Regions from separate parts of the Pan troglodytes genome. Here region 2 is linked to region 1. The links are chromatin contacts, called in public HiChIP or PLAC-seq maps. All regions are on one chromosome and are shown on one strand. The core of a region is the stretch at or near the end of the contact, and the rest is flanking DNA. Distances in the headings are between cores, read along the strand shown.

Evidence for each region. HiChIP or PLAC-seq counts read pairs in DNA pulled down with a chosen protein or histone mark.
Region 2: an H3K4me3 HiChIP or PLAC-seq map of stem cell-derived excitatory neurons shows a contact between it and region 1, with 2.4 times the contacts expected there. The contact joins the promoter of LOC741253 here to the promoter of MFSD4B in region 1. A contact is called at or near these places in 1 of 7 Hi-C or Micro-C datasets (stem cell-derived neural progenitor cells) and 1 of 1 datasets of contacts at active chromatin or transcription factors (stem cell-derived excitatory neurons).

The regions. Positions count from the first base shown.
Region 1 is chr5:123,173,149-123,180,237 of NHGRI_mPanTro3-v2.0_pri, forward strand. MFSD4B (major facilitator superfamily domain containing 4B) reads left to right here and starts at 5,831. Exons shown (of 4, transcript XM_527474.8): 1 at 5,831-6,414. The coding sequence starts at 6,388.
Region 2 is chr5:123,409,961-123,416,381 of NHGRI_mPanTro3-v2.0_pri, forward strand. It overlaps LOC741253, which reads left to right and starts at 1,593. Exons shown (of 4, transcript XM_063813277.1): 1 at 1,593-1,682; 2 at 1,759-2,372. The coding sequence starts at 1,593. It overlaps REV3L (REV3 like, DNA directed polymerase zeta catalytic subunit), which reads right to left and starts at 1,893. Exons shown (of 32, transcript XM_003950901.6): 1 at 1,456-1,893. The coding sequence starts at 1,594. It overlaps LOC134807019 (a long non-coding RNA gene), which reads left to right and starts at 2,427. Exons shown (of 3, transcript XR_010157768.1): 1 at 2,427-2,503; 2 at 3,458-3,575.

The DNA.
Region 1 (7,089 bases), core at 4,581-7,080:
TCTACAAAAAATACAAAAATTGCCAGGCATGAGGCACATGCCTGTAGTCCCAGCTACCGGGAGGCTGAGGCCGGAGGATTGATTGAGCCCCGGAGGTCGAGGCTGCAGTAAGCCATGATCATGTCACTGCACTCCAGCCTGGGTGACTGATCAAGACTGTCAAAAAAAAAAAAAAAAAAAAAAAAAGAGAGAGAGAGAGAGAGAAAGAAGAAAGGAAGAAAGAATAAAGAAAGAAGAAAATTTTAAGTTTATACCTTTTAAAAAAGGAAACTTAAAAATCAGTAAGTTTTAATTTTTAATAAGATAAATAATTTATTCTATCAAACATCACCAATGTCAGATCATTTCAACATTATTTCTAACTTTTCAAAGTACATAGCATAAACCATAAAAGTTGTCTAACTGAAATTAAATCTTCGTGAGAGATAGTTTTAATAGACTGGGTTTTTAGCAGTGAAGTTAAAGAATGATAGTTTAGTATACAGAAAGAAACAGTTATGGTGACACTTAGTTCTTCATGATGCACTGTAAGCACAAATTGGACATCACATGATAAGTAAAAAGGATGGTCCTTCTGGCAAATAAAAATTAAATAGGTCCTCACAGTGATATGCAGTCTCCAAACATGATCTGTCTAATTTCTCTCTCTCACCCAAAGTAAAAAGTTAAGTTGAAAGATTAAAACCTGCCTTCTTGTTACTATTTCACAAATACACCCAGATAGTACCAGATTAGTGACTAAAATCCAGATATTTTCCTTTTAGATAAATTAAGCCATATACATTGTAAAATACTTATTTTTTAAGAGAATCAATAAAGCTATACTTATTTTCAGTAGAAAATGTGGCTCATAGACACTTTATTTCTCTGAAATTGCCTCTCAAGAAAAAACTTGATCCTCACTATTGATCTAAGAGAAATCTGCATGAAGCAATGCTGTAGTTTATGCTTTTTTTTTTTTTTTTCTCAAAGGTGGTGGGTGACCTCTGGAGGCAACTGGGAAAAATATACTGCTGCTTTCAAGAGTGAAGTGGGGAATGAAGAATCAGAAAGTAGATCTTTCCATTTAGAGAAGGCTTTTTCTTTTTTTTTTTTTTTTACATTTAATCAGGGTGAATTAAAATATTTAATTTAAAAGTGGCTTTACTGAACCTCAATTCAGTTAGGTAATTAATCAATTCAGTTAGGTAATAGCTACTAAGTCTGTAATACAATGTTAGGGGAGAGACATATAACATCCATAGTTTCAATCTCATTGAGTTTATAATCTACTAAGGAACTGAAGATAAGTGCTAAAAGAACTGTAACACGAGGTAAAACCTGTGACAAGATTTAGGAGCAGCACAACTATATAGGAATTAGTGAAACTAAACCAGCCTCAAGGCTGAAAGGCAGGTGAGAAAAGACTACCTACCAAAGTAGTTTTTGTTTGTTTGTTTGTTTTTAACATGGATTCTCCAAAGATAGGTAGAAAACGTCCTGGTTTGGCGTCATTAGTCTACTTCAGCCCCTCTCTCACTGATTACGACTGAAAGACTCATGACAAAATACAAATGGCAACTACCTGCCGCCTCTGAAAAGTAAATAAAGAATTGAGGTAGGGAGTCAAAACTTAGAAACCTGCAAGGGGATGAATTTTCTGGCTTTTTTCTTCTTTTCTTGTGGTTTGTCCTGAGGAGAGACCCCAGCTGGGAACTGTTGGGTGGCATGGGTAGCTAAAACTCGAATAGAAATCTCATCTTTCTGTGCTGAAAGGAAATAACTGTTAGCCCAGAACTCTATTTTCAGTGAAAATATTTTCAGGAATCAAAGTGAAATAAAGACATTCTCGGTCTCTAGTTAAAAGAGAAAAAAAAAGGCCTCCCCCCTCTCCCCTCCCCCCTCTCCCCTCTCCCCTCTTTCCACGGTCTCCCTCTGATGCCGAGCCGAAGCTGGACGGTACTGCTGCCATCTCAGCTCACTGCAACCTCCCTGCCCGATTCTCCTGCCTCAGCCTGCCGAGTGCCTGCGATTGCAGGCGCGCGCCGCCACGCCTGACTGGTTTTCGTATTTTTTTTGGTGGAGACGGGGTTTCGATGTGTCGGCTGGGCTGGTCTCCAGCTCCTAACCGCGAGTGATCCGCCAGCCTCGGCCTCCCGAGGTGCCGGGATTGCAGACGGAGCCTCGTTAACTCAGTGCTCAATGGCGCCCAGGCTGGAGTGCAGTGGCGTGATCTCGGCTTGCTACAACCACCTCCCAGCCGCATGCCTTGGCCTCCCTAAGTGCCGAGATTGCAGCCTCTGCCTGGCAGCCACCCCGTCTGGGAAGTGAGGAGCGTCTCCGCCTGACCGCCCATCGTCTGGGATGTGAGGAGCCCCTCTGCCTGGCTGCCCAGTCTGGAAAGTGAGGAGCGTCTCTGCCCGGCCGCCATCCCATCTAGGAAGTGAGGAGCACCTCTTCCCGGCCGCCATCCCATCTGGGAAGTGAGGAGCGTCTCTGCCCAGCCGCCCATCGTCTGAGATGTGGGGAGCACCTCTGCCCTGCCGCCCCGTCCGGGATGTGAGGAGTGTCTCTGCCCGGCCGCCCTGTCTGAGAAGTGAGGAGACCCTCTGCCTGGCAACCGCCCCGTCTGAGAAGTGAGGAGCGTCCTCCCTCCTCGTCCGGGAGGGAGGTGGGGGGGTCAGCCCCCCGCCCGGCCAGCCGCCCCGTCCGGGAGGCGAGGGGCGCCTCTGCCCGGCCACCCCTACCGGGAAGTGAGGAGCCCCTCTGCCCGGCCAGCCGCCTCGTCCGGGAGGGAGGTGGGGGGGGTCAGCCCCCCGCCTGGCCAGCCGCCCCGTCCGGGAGGTGAGGGGTGCCTCTGCCCGGCCGCCCCTACTGGGAAGTGAGGAGCCCCTCTGCCCGGCCAGCCGCCCCGTCCGGGAGGGAGGTGGGGGGGTCAGCCCCCTGCCCGGCCAGCCGCCCCATCCGGGAGGGAGGTGTGGGGGTCAGCCCCCCGCCCGGCCAGCCGCCCCGTCCGGGAGGGAGGTGGGGGGATCAGCCCCCCGCCTGGCCAGCCGCCCCGTCCGGGAGGGAGGTGGGGGGATCAGCCCCCCACCCGGCCAGCCGCCCTGTCCAGGAGGTGGGGGGGCGCCTCTGCCCGGCCGCCCCTACTGGGAAGTGAGGAGCCCCTCTGCCCGGCCAGCCGCTCTGTCTGGGAGGAAGGTGGGGGGTCAGCCCCCGGCCCGGCCAGCCGCCCCGTCCGGGAGGGAGGTGGGGGGGTTAGCCCCCCGCCTGGCCAGCCGCCCCGTCCGGGAGGTGAGGGGCGCCTCTGCCCGGCCGCCCCTTCTGGGAAGTGAGGAGCCCCTCTGCCCGGCCAGCCGCTCTGTCCAGGAGGGAGGTGGGGGGGTCAGCCCCCCGCCCGGCCAGCCGCCCCGTCCGGGAGGGAGGTGGGGGGGTCAGCCCCCCGCCCGGCCAGCCGCCCCGTCCGGGAGGGAGGTGGGGGGGTCAGCCCCCCGCCTGGCCAGCCGCCCTGTCCGGGAGGTGAGGGGCGCCTCTGCCCGGCCGCCCCTACCGGGAAGTGAAGAGCCCCTCTGCCCGGCCAGCCGCCCCGTCAGGGAGGGAGGTGGGGGGTCAGCCCCCCGCCCGGCCAGCCGCCCCGTCCTGGAGGTGAGGGGCGCTTCTGCCCGGCCGCCCCTACTGGGAAGTGAGGAGCTCCTCTGCCCGGCCACCACCCCATCTGGGAGGTGTACTCAACAGCTCATTGAGAACGGGCCATGAAGACAATGGCGGTTTTGTGGAATAGAAAGGGGGGAAAGGCGGGGAAAAGATTGAGAAATCGGATGGTTGCCGTGTCTGTGTAGAAAGAGGTAGACATGGGAGACTTTTCATTTTGTTCTGTACTAAGAAAAATTCTTCTGCCTTGGGATCCTGTTGATCTGTGACCTTACCCCCAACCCTGTGCTCTCTGAAACATGTGCTGTATCCACTCAGGGTTGAATGGATTAAGGGCAGTGCAAGATGTGCTTTGTTAAACAGATGCTTGAAGGCAGCATGTTCGTTAAGAGTCATCACCACTCCCTAATCTCAAGTACCCAGGGACACAAACACTGCGGAAGGCCGCAGGGTCCTCTGCCTAGGAAAACCAGAGAACTTTGTTCACTTGTTTATCTGCTGACATTCCCTCCACTATTGTCCTGTGACCCTGCCAAATCCCCCTCTGCGAGAAACACCCAAGAATGATCAATAAAAAAAAAAAAAAAGAAAAAAAAAGAAAGAAAGAAAGAAAAGAAAAAGATACATACCCAAATGATTTTTTTTTTTTTTTGGATCAAAGAAGGAACTTTCCAACCAGCTCTGAGACCAGCCTATTGGCAGGGATGTAAATGAGTAAACCTTACTGGAGGGCAAAAAAAAAAAAAAGACATTCTCATATGAAGGAATGCCAGCTGACCTGCTCTAAAATAAATGCTTGGCGGGCCGGGCGCGGTGGCCCACGCCTGTAATCCCAGCACTTTGGGAGGCCGAGGCGGTCGGATCATGAGGTCAGGAGTTCGAGACCAGCCTGACCAACATGGTGAAACCCCGTCTCTACTAAATAAAAAAATTAGCCGTGCGTGGTAGCACGCGCCTGTAATCCCGGCTACTCAGGAGGCTGACGCAGGAGAATCGCTTGAACCTAGGAGGCAGAGGTTGCAGTGAGCCGAGATCGCACCATTGCACTCCAGCCTGGGCGACAGAGCGAGATTCCGTCTCAAAAAAATAAAAAATAAAAAATAAAAAAATAAAAAAAGAAAGAAAGAAAAAAGAAATGCTTGGCGGGGCATGGTGGCTCATACCTGTAATCTCAGCACTTTGGAAGGCCAAAGGCAGGCGGATCACTTGAGGTCAGGAGTTCGAGACCAGCCTGGCCGACATGGTGAAAACTCGTCTCTACCAAAAAGCGCCACAACACTCCAGCCCAGGCGACATAGGCTCTGTCTCAAAAAAGAAAACAAACAAAAAAAAAGTGGGGGTGCGGGTGGGGGGAAGACTTAATGACTAAACGAATAAGTCTGGAGAGACGGGTTGCAAGGGATGATGAGACTAAGGTTTGTAGTCTGGGAGCCTAAGTGGATGAAAGTTGGAAGAATCAGGTGGAAAAGAACATTTCAAATAGACCACAAAGAAAAGTATATAACATTTTGAGGCTGTGGTACGCTTTGTTAAAGAGCAAAAGGAAAACAATTCCTCAAATCAGGGGGGAGGGATAGTATTAGGAGATATACCTAATGTTAAATGATGAGTTAATGGGTGCAGCACACCAACATGGCACATGTATACATATGTAACTAACCTGCACGTTGTGCACATGTACCCTAAAACTTAAAGTATAAAAAAAAATTCCTCAAATCGATGCCACGCTCCACTTCTTTACAACGATGGAATTATTTCAGGAATTTGAATTATTTCAGGAATTGTGTTTGAAACCACAGCTTTGGATCCCGATTTCTTTCTTGAGCTACTGTTACACTGTTTATATATGGCCACTAATTCGATGACTGAGCTTGGGCAGATTGTTAATTATTTTCTATGACTTAATCTTTCTATCTGTACAACGGGGATAACGTGGAATTTGGAGTGTTGTGAGGGTTAATTGAGATAATATACGTGATAACTTACACAATGACGTTCAACAAATACTTGTGGAGTGAAAGATGCGCGATTCATTGACAGATCTCAGGGATTTCAGAAAGCTGTATAAGGACCAGCTCTTCAGGCTCCCTCCGCTCCCCAGGAGACCGGGGAGCCGGTGCGAGGCGCTACAGTGTAATTCTTGGACCCTTTTCCTCATAAAGGTTTGGCCGCATTTTTACCTCTTGATTTCCCTGGTCCCAGGCTGCAACTTCAGCTCGCTCCGCCATGGGGCGCACGTCCGCCAGCCTCTGTGAGCTCAGCTGAGTATGATGCCTAGGCTAGAGAGCTACGTCCGGTCTCCTAGGCAACCACATCAACTTCCGGCTTGAGGCGCGATAGCGGTTGGCTAGAGGCCACATTTCCGCCACGTGACCCGCGCATGCGCCTGCTTGCTGGAGAGCGAGCGTCTTTTGACCCGAACACCTGCGGCGTGCCGAAGTTCCTCTTCTCTGCCCCGGTTCCGGGCGGTCCGTTGGGAGGTGGCGCCCGGAGGGACACCCGTGCCTGGGGTCGGGGCCAGTGCTCTTCTCGGAGCTCCAGAAGTTCTGCTGAGAAGCGCGCCGGCAGCAAGACGACTTCTCCGGAGCCGCCGAGCTGGAGTTAGAGGTGGAGCTCCGTGGGGCCGGGCCCCCGGCTGCGGGGCAGCGGCTTCTGCAGGCGGAGGCCCCGGCGGAGAAGGAGCCGGAGCCGGAGGTGGTGGTGGTCTCCCGGCAGAGCGGTGGGACCGGGAGCAAGCTGCGGTGGTTCACCACCTTGATGCTGTGTGCCTCCTTCCTGGGGCTGGTGAGAGCCGGGGCTGCAACACTCCCGGGCCGGGGCGTTCGAGTCTTGCCTTCGCCACTTGCAAACTGACCTTGGGCGCGTTACCTAATCTGACTGGGCCTCAGTTTCATCATCTAGAAAATGGGCACAATTCTAATCTTGGAGGAAATAGATTTTCTGAATACGTCTTTCAGCTCCAGCAAGCTTTTTTTTTTTTTTTGACGGAGTCTCGCTCTGTTGCCCAGGCTGGAGTGCAGTGGTGCGATCTCGGCTCACTGCAACCTCTGCCCCCAGGGTTCAAGCGATTCTCCTGCGTCAGCCTCCCGAGTAGCTGGGATTACAGGTGCCTGCCACTAAGCCCGGCTAATTTTTGTATTTTTAGTAGAGACGGGGCTTCGCCATGTTGGCCAGGCTGGTTTCAAACTCCTGACCTTAGGTGATCCGCCCACCTCGGCCTCCCAAAGTATTGGGATTACAGGCGTGAGCCACGGCGCCCGGCCCGGCAAGCCTTCCTACGTCTCCTTCGTCGGATGGGAAGGTTGCAAGAGGGGTTCACCAGGTCTTTGGCCGCTGCTCTCCGCACCCACCCATTCAACCCCCAAATTATTACACAGAAAAACTACTTTTCTGGAATTTCTTCCTGGTGATCTGACCAAATTCAGCCAACCGCTTAATTTTGCAGATAAGGAAATAGGC
Region 2 (6,421 bases), core at 343-2,842, 230 kb after region 1:
ACAAAGACAGCACCACTATATTTAAAAGGGCAGAAAACCTATCTTATAGAACACTTCATCGCCTCGATTTCCCAGCCTCCAAAGTTTCAAGTGTTACACTTTCAACACGTTAAAAGCACTCAAATATCCCCATCTTTCAAGGTTCATATCAAGATCATATTCACTAGTTTAAATAGGAATATGCTACCAAATCTCACGACATTGACATTTTAACAAAGAGAATTCACATTAAAAGATAACTGGTTTAAAATGAGTGCTTGTGTTTGGGAAAGCGCTATTATCTTGGTAGTCCACAGAAAATGACTGTAGTAATAAGATGAATGGTGATGAGGGCAAGGAGCATCAAGTGGGAAATGCTATCTAAAATCCCATAGGGCAATTCATAGCTAGAGGGAAGAACAACCTTTCCTAAGATGCATTATTTCCTAGAACTCCATTATTTCATAGAAGCAGTTCAAAGCATGCAAAAAAGCAAAACCATTTTAAAACACCTAGTAAATTGGGCCTCTATCTTTTTTATATTATCATAAGCCCCAAGAGTTTTTGAGAACGTACCTTCTGTCACGGCTGTCTCCCCTTCCCACCCCTTCTTCAACATAGGTGTGTTTAAAAAATATATACCTGTACTTAAAACGCAATCCTACAGCCCAGCCTAGGAGCATTTCAAAATGTCTGTGCTGCTGAGTCTGGCTGTGGTTCCTAATAAATTCACCCCATTAAGTGTGATGTTTTAGATTGGGCAACATAAACACGCATTTCCTACTTCCATGGATGCACATTTCCTGAAAGCACTGCACCTAAGGATGCTGCCCTGTCCCCAGACGCTCAGGCACTAAACTCTAAGGAGTCACGACCTGCACTCACAGCAGAGCCACACGGTCACCCCAGTGAGAAAGATTATCTGGCCCCAAGCGCCACTCTCTCCGGCCCACTGCATCTCCGGAACTGGCAGAGGAGAGCGAGGGTGAGAAGAGACCATGGGGAGCGACTGACAACAAGGCTGACACTTCCCCGTTTCCAGAAAGCGGCACTTGGGGGACACAAGGGATGTCCCACTAGCGACCGACCTCAGAGCAGGCCCTACGAACCCGTCCACCGATGGACATGGCGCGGCCACCTGGCCCGCCGTCCGGGGCGCCCGCGGCTTTCGCTCTCCCGGCCCGCGCCCTGGAGTGCGGCTCCCGCTCCCGGCCGCCACACGCAGTGTAAACACGCGGCGCTCGCCACCTCCCTGCCCGGGGGTGGGGGCGCCGCGCAGCGCTCGCGCGGACCCACATTTTTGCGCCTCTTGTCACGCACGAGAGAAAAGGCGAGGAGGGCGGAGGGGAGGGAAGACGCGGCAGCGATCCACGGAGACGGCCGGCGCCGGCGGCGTGCGCGCGTGTGCGCGGCGGGGAGGGCGGCCCCGGCGCCCCGCCGACTCCCGCTCCCGCCCCGCGCCCGGCGCCCGCTTACCTGCCGGGGTCGCTCCGAAGACTCGCACCACCGGCACCTTCTTGACAGGGGCCTGGGTGAGGGGGGATTGGCAGGTATCCAGCCCCTGCAGCGGGCTGGCCATGTAGTAGTCTGCAGTCACTATCCTTACTGAAAACATGTTCGCCGCCGCCGCCACTGCCTCCCTTCACTGGCGACCCGGCAGCGGCAGCAGCAGCGGCGGCGGCTCCCTCCGCAGCGGCGGCGGCGCCCCCTCCCCTTCTCGGCACGGCCCCCTCCCCTCACACAGAGGCACCTCGAGGAGCGGCGGGCGGGGCGGTATAGGCGCTGCTGCCGCCGCCTCCTCAGGAGCACCCGGCAAGGGGCCGCAGGAGAGAAGCCCTCGAGCTTTCGTCGGTGCTGGTGCTGCCGCCACTGCCGCCACCGCCGGGAATCACACGGGCTCCTCGGTCCCAGGCTGCAGCTCTTGTTGCCATGATGATGATGTCACGGACGCAACCACTGGAGGGAGGGGAGAGGGGGGGTGTGTGTGGCGAAGGGAGGCTGCGAGTAGTGCGGGGGAGGGGGCTCGGCGGGAAAAGGAGCGAGAGGGCGGGCGCCCAGGCGGGACACGGAGGGCGGGGGCCGAGAAGGGGCTTTCTCCCCCTCCCCGGGCACGCGGCGAGGGAGGCGGCCGGCGGCCGGCAGGACCCGCGCGGGATCGATGACTCGGCTGGCGGGCACGGTCACCTGGGTGAGGGGCAGCGGAAGGGGCGGCGGAGCACCGATCTCATGGATGGGCTCCGAGGGGGTTGCGGGAGGGGGGCGCCAGTGTTCGGGGCCGTTTTGGCGGCTATGCAGGATTGGCAGGAGCTGCGATGCTCACACTTGCCTCGCCGACCGCCATTTCACATCCAGCAGAGGAGGCGGGGGCAGCCGCTGAGACGGTTTTTCACAAGGTAAGAAAATCCGCCCGCGTGAGGAGGGAGGCGAGGCGCAGATCTCGTGCCGCTGCGGCCTCGCGGGAGGGAAGAGCGGGCGGGCGGCGGAACGGGCGGGGCCGGGTGCGGACGCAGCCGGCCCTTCTCAGGTAACGCCGCGGCTCCGCGCGTGGCCCGGGGGCGGTGCGAAGGGTGGGGGCGCGCGGGCGCGGGCGCGGGCTTCGGCCTATAAAAGGGCCGCCCTGGCGTTCCCCCTTCCCGAACGTGCCGCGCGAGCCGCGGTGCCCCCCTCCTCTTTGCTGCCGCAGTGTCTGCGCCGGGCCATTTAATGAGATTTATTCACGCACGGCTCTTCTCAGCTTTGCGAGGGGTTGGCAGATCCAGTGCACAGGGATTTCCCACTACCGTGTTTTTCTCCCGCCCCCTTCCTTCCCTCTCGTCCTAATACATCCTTCGTTGGTTTCCTCGGCCCCGCAGGCTGCGTCCCGGGCACGCGCAAGTACATGTAAGGACTTGTTAGCTGCCGGTGACCTCCCTCCTCCCTCGTCGCTCCTCCCCCAGCGGAATGTAGGATTAACAGTCTTTCCGAGAAAATTTTGGCCAAAGAAAAAGGCCTGTGAAAGTCACCGCGTTAGACGTGGCCTCCTCGTGTTTTTCACTAACACGTTATGGAAGGTTTTACTACCCGAAGGCATAAAAGCACCACCGTGGGGAAGGGCCGTTTTGAATAAACAACTTTATTCAAAAATCGGGAGGGGGTGAAGCGATGCGGTTAGGGAATTTTTGTTTTAAAGAGTAGTAACATGCAGCTGGCTTGGCTATTAAATTGGAAACAAGGGGTTCCTCTCTGACTTGGCCACTGATATTGGGCGTGACCTTGGACAAATAATTTTGTTTCTTTGGGCTCAGTTTCTACATATGTAAAACGGGAAGGTTTCTCTTAAAAACTAATCCTGAAGGGTTTCTTCTCAACAAAAAGATGCAAACTGTAGGAGGCAGAAAGCGTGGGTTCAAGTTCGAAATTTGCCCCTGAATTAGGACCCTTGACACATTTCTAACCCATCCAAGTAGAGATCGTTCTTTTACATTTGTGTGTTATACAGGTGCATTTTAATGGTTACCAGGTTGCCACGTATTTGAAGTGGTGTGAGAGCTACTCGTTTGGAACCGTTGTGGATTTTCAAATAGGAAAATCAAAAGGCCCAAAGAGACAGCTCACTGGTAAGAAGCTGTCTATAAATTCCCTAACATATAAATGCTATAATAAGAACTTACGCTCCGAGGGATTTGAGACTGATTACTACAGTAAATTAGCTTGTAGTTTTTAACCTCAGAGCATGATTATAAACATACGTGGCAAGATTTCTACTAATATGCTGGAAATTAGCTAATATTTTTAAGAGGCAAAATCTCTTGATTTGAAATTTTAGAAGGCTATAGAAGTGATTTTAAAATATGACTACCATGCTAAAATGTATTTTTTATAAAATAAATATTTTGTACACGCCGAATGTCAGATACACAATATCAGTGATTCTCAGTGTTCCATGACACCTAGAATTCTTTAAGTGTTGATATTTTGGCTCTTACTGAATTATATTTTGGGGGATGGGGCCTGGGAATCTGTATTGTTAGCAACACTACTTGCCACCCCGTGATTCTTAAGCAAAATAAAATTGAGAATCCTTGTACTATATTATAATCAGTGTATCCATAACTTTTAAATTATAATATTCCTAACTAGAAAATGGTAAAAGCATCAAATTAACAGATTTGCGATTTCTAGAAGGGGGTTTCTTTACCCTTACCTCTTGAATCAACATTATTTACTTTAAGAAAAGGCAGTTGCAACCACAAGTCAAATCCTTCTAGAACTCCAAGAATGTTCACTCTTGAAGAAAAACATTTGCAGCATGAAATTAGGAATGTTGTGTTCATTGCATGTAATTTAGTTTTAAGTTGATGCTCAAATTGAAAACCTGACAATAGCCCCCTAATTAACCACTATCAAATGTGTTTTATATGTATATTCTTCCTGAAGTAAGAAAAAGTTCTGGAATTTTGAGTCAGAGAATGTGAATATTAAACCATCATTTAGCTAAGTGCTCACTTATTTTTTGGAATTTATTTCCTCATCTGTGAAATGGATAGTAATTCCTGTTTTAACTTCTCAGGGATGTTATAAGGCTCAAATGAGATAATGTATGTGAAAATATAGTAAAATGTTCATATCCAGAAGTCTGATTCATTGAGAAACAGTAAAATCACTTGGAATTGTCTTATCTACATACAGTATGAGAAATGCAAAAATTGAACTCTATACTTAATATCCTTAATGCTTTTTTTTTTTTTTTTTTTTTTTTGAGACAGAGTCTCACTCTGTCACCCAGGCTGGAGTCCAGTGGCACAATCTTGGCTCACTGCAACCTCCACCTCCCAGGTTCAAGTAATTCTGCCTCAGCCTCCCGAGGAGCTGGGACTACAGGCATGTGCCACCACGCCTGGATAATTTTTGTATTATTAGTAGAGATGGAGTTTCACCATGTTGGCCAGGCTGGTCTCGAACTCCTGACCTCACGATCTGCCTACTTTGGCCTCCCAAAGTGCTGGGATTGCAGGTGTGAGCCACCACACCTGACTGTGCTTTTTTTTTTTTTTTAGGTGGCTATTTCTTGCCGAGAGATTTGAGATATGGTGAGAAACAAAACAGACATGGTCCCTTCCCTTATAAGGTTTATAGTCTAGCATCCTAAAAATGTATTTTAATCATATGAATTAACATTTAATCATCTTTTCTAGTTCACTGACATGTACTTAGCATGTCTGCCTTTAGTAAAAGCCTACCAAGTCTCCTTTACCAATACTGTTCAACATCTGTTAACATCTGCCTGTTAGCAGTTTATAATCTAGAACAGACAGTAGTAGCTACCATACTTTTGTGGCAGATACTATAACATGGCTTATTCAGTATTCATCCAACCCCCTTCTTGCTTACTTTTCTGTACTTTAAAAGCTGGAAAACAAACTGCAGTTCTCAGACTCCTTTGCAGCTAGATTGCTGGTGTGAGATCAATGGTGTGATCAGTAAATGTTTAACAATGGCTAGAGAAGAGGGAAGGCCCTAATTTGTAGCATTGGCCAATTCGGTTTGCTTTCTTTTTGAGGAACAGGGTCTCACGATGTTGCCCAGGCTGGTCTTGAACTGCTAGGCTCCTCCCACCTCAACCTGCCAACTAGTTGGGACTACATGGTACAAATGTGTCCTCTACCAGAGTGACTTCAGTAAATGTGGAGTTAGTTGGAAAGGATGCTGACAATCAGAAGCTGGCTTCAGTATATGACCTAGTTTCCAGCAATCAGATGTACCCATTCAGGACATGGATGTGAGAGCGAGCAACATGATGCTTCAACTGCACTCAGGGAGATAAGTATCTTCTGACAAATACCATGAAGGAGGTATCTGGTTCCTCTGGGTAGGTAGGGAGGAGTTGTGGCATCTGTTCTAGAGTCATAGGTGCTGACTGGCAGGCATTGCTGGGATGGGTTTCCACTAGAATAGCTTTGTGATGTGGGATGGGTGTTCTTTGTGGTTTGGTTTTTCTTGGATGTTGTTTCTAGCTTGGTTTATCCAAGTCTGGTTCTCTGGCCCTCTGAGAGATCTGTGAACTAAATAGTGTCTTTTAATCCCTTTTTGCTTCAACCAGCCCAGTCACAGCCAGCTACATAATTTGTGGAGCCCAGAGCAAAATGAAAACGTAAGGCCTCTTGTTCCAACACAGGGGAAAATGTGCTATTATCTGTATTAAAATATAAAGCTTTTTCTTTGTTCTGTCGTCGCTCTCTCCACTTGTCATAGTGTTTTTAAATTTGCTTTTTAATGTCATTCTATGAGAAGAAAAATTAAATTTTTTAATTCTTAGGATGAATTTTACCATTCATCTTTATATTGTGTAATGCCGTTTTAAAATGCAAATATAAGAGCATTTCAATTGTATGTGGAATCACCAAAATTATACAATTCATAGCTTGTAAATGCATATGTATTTTGTGCTATCAGAGCAGTGTAA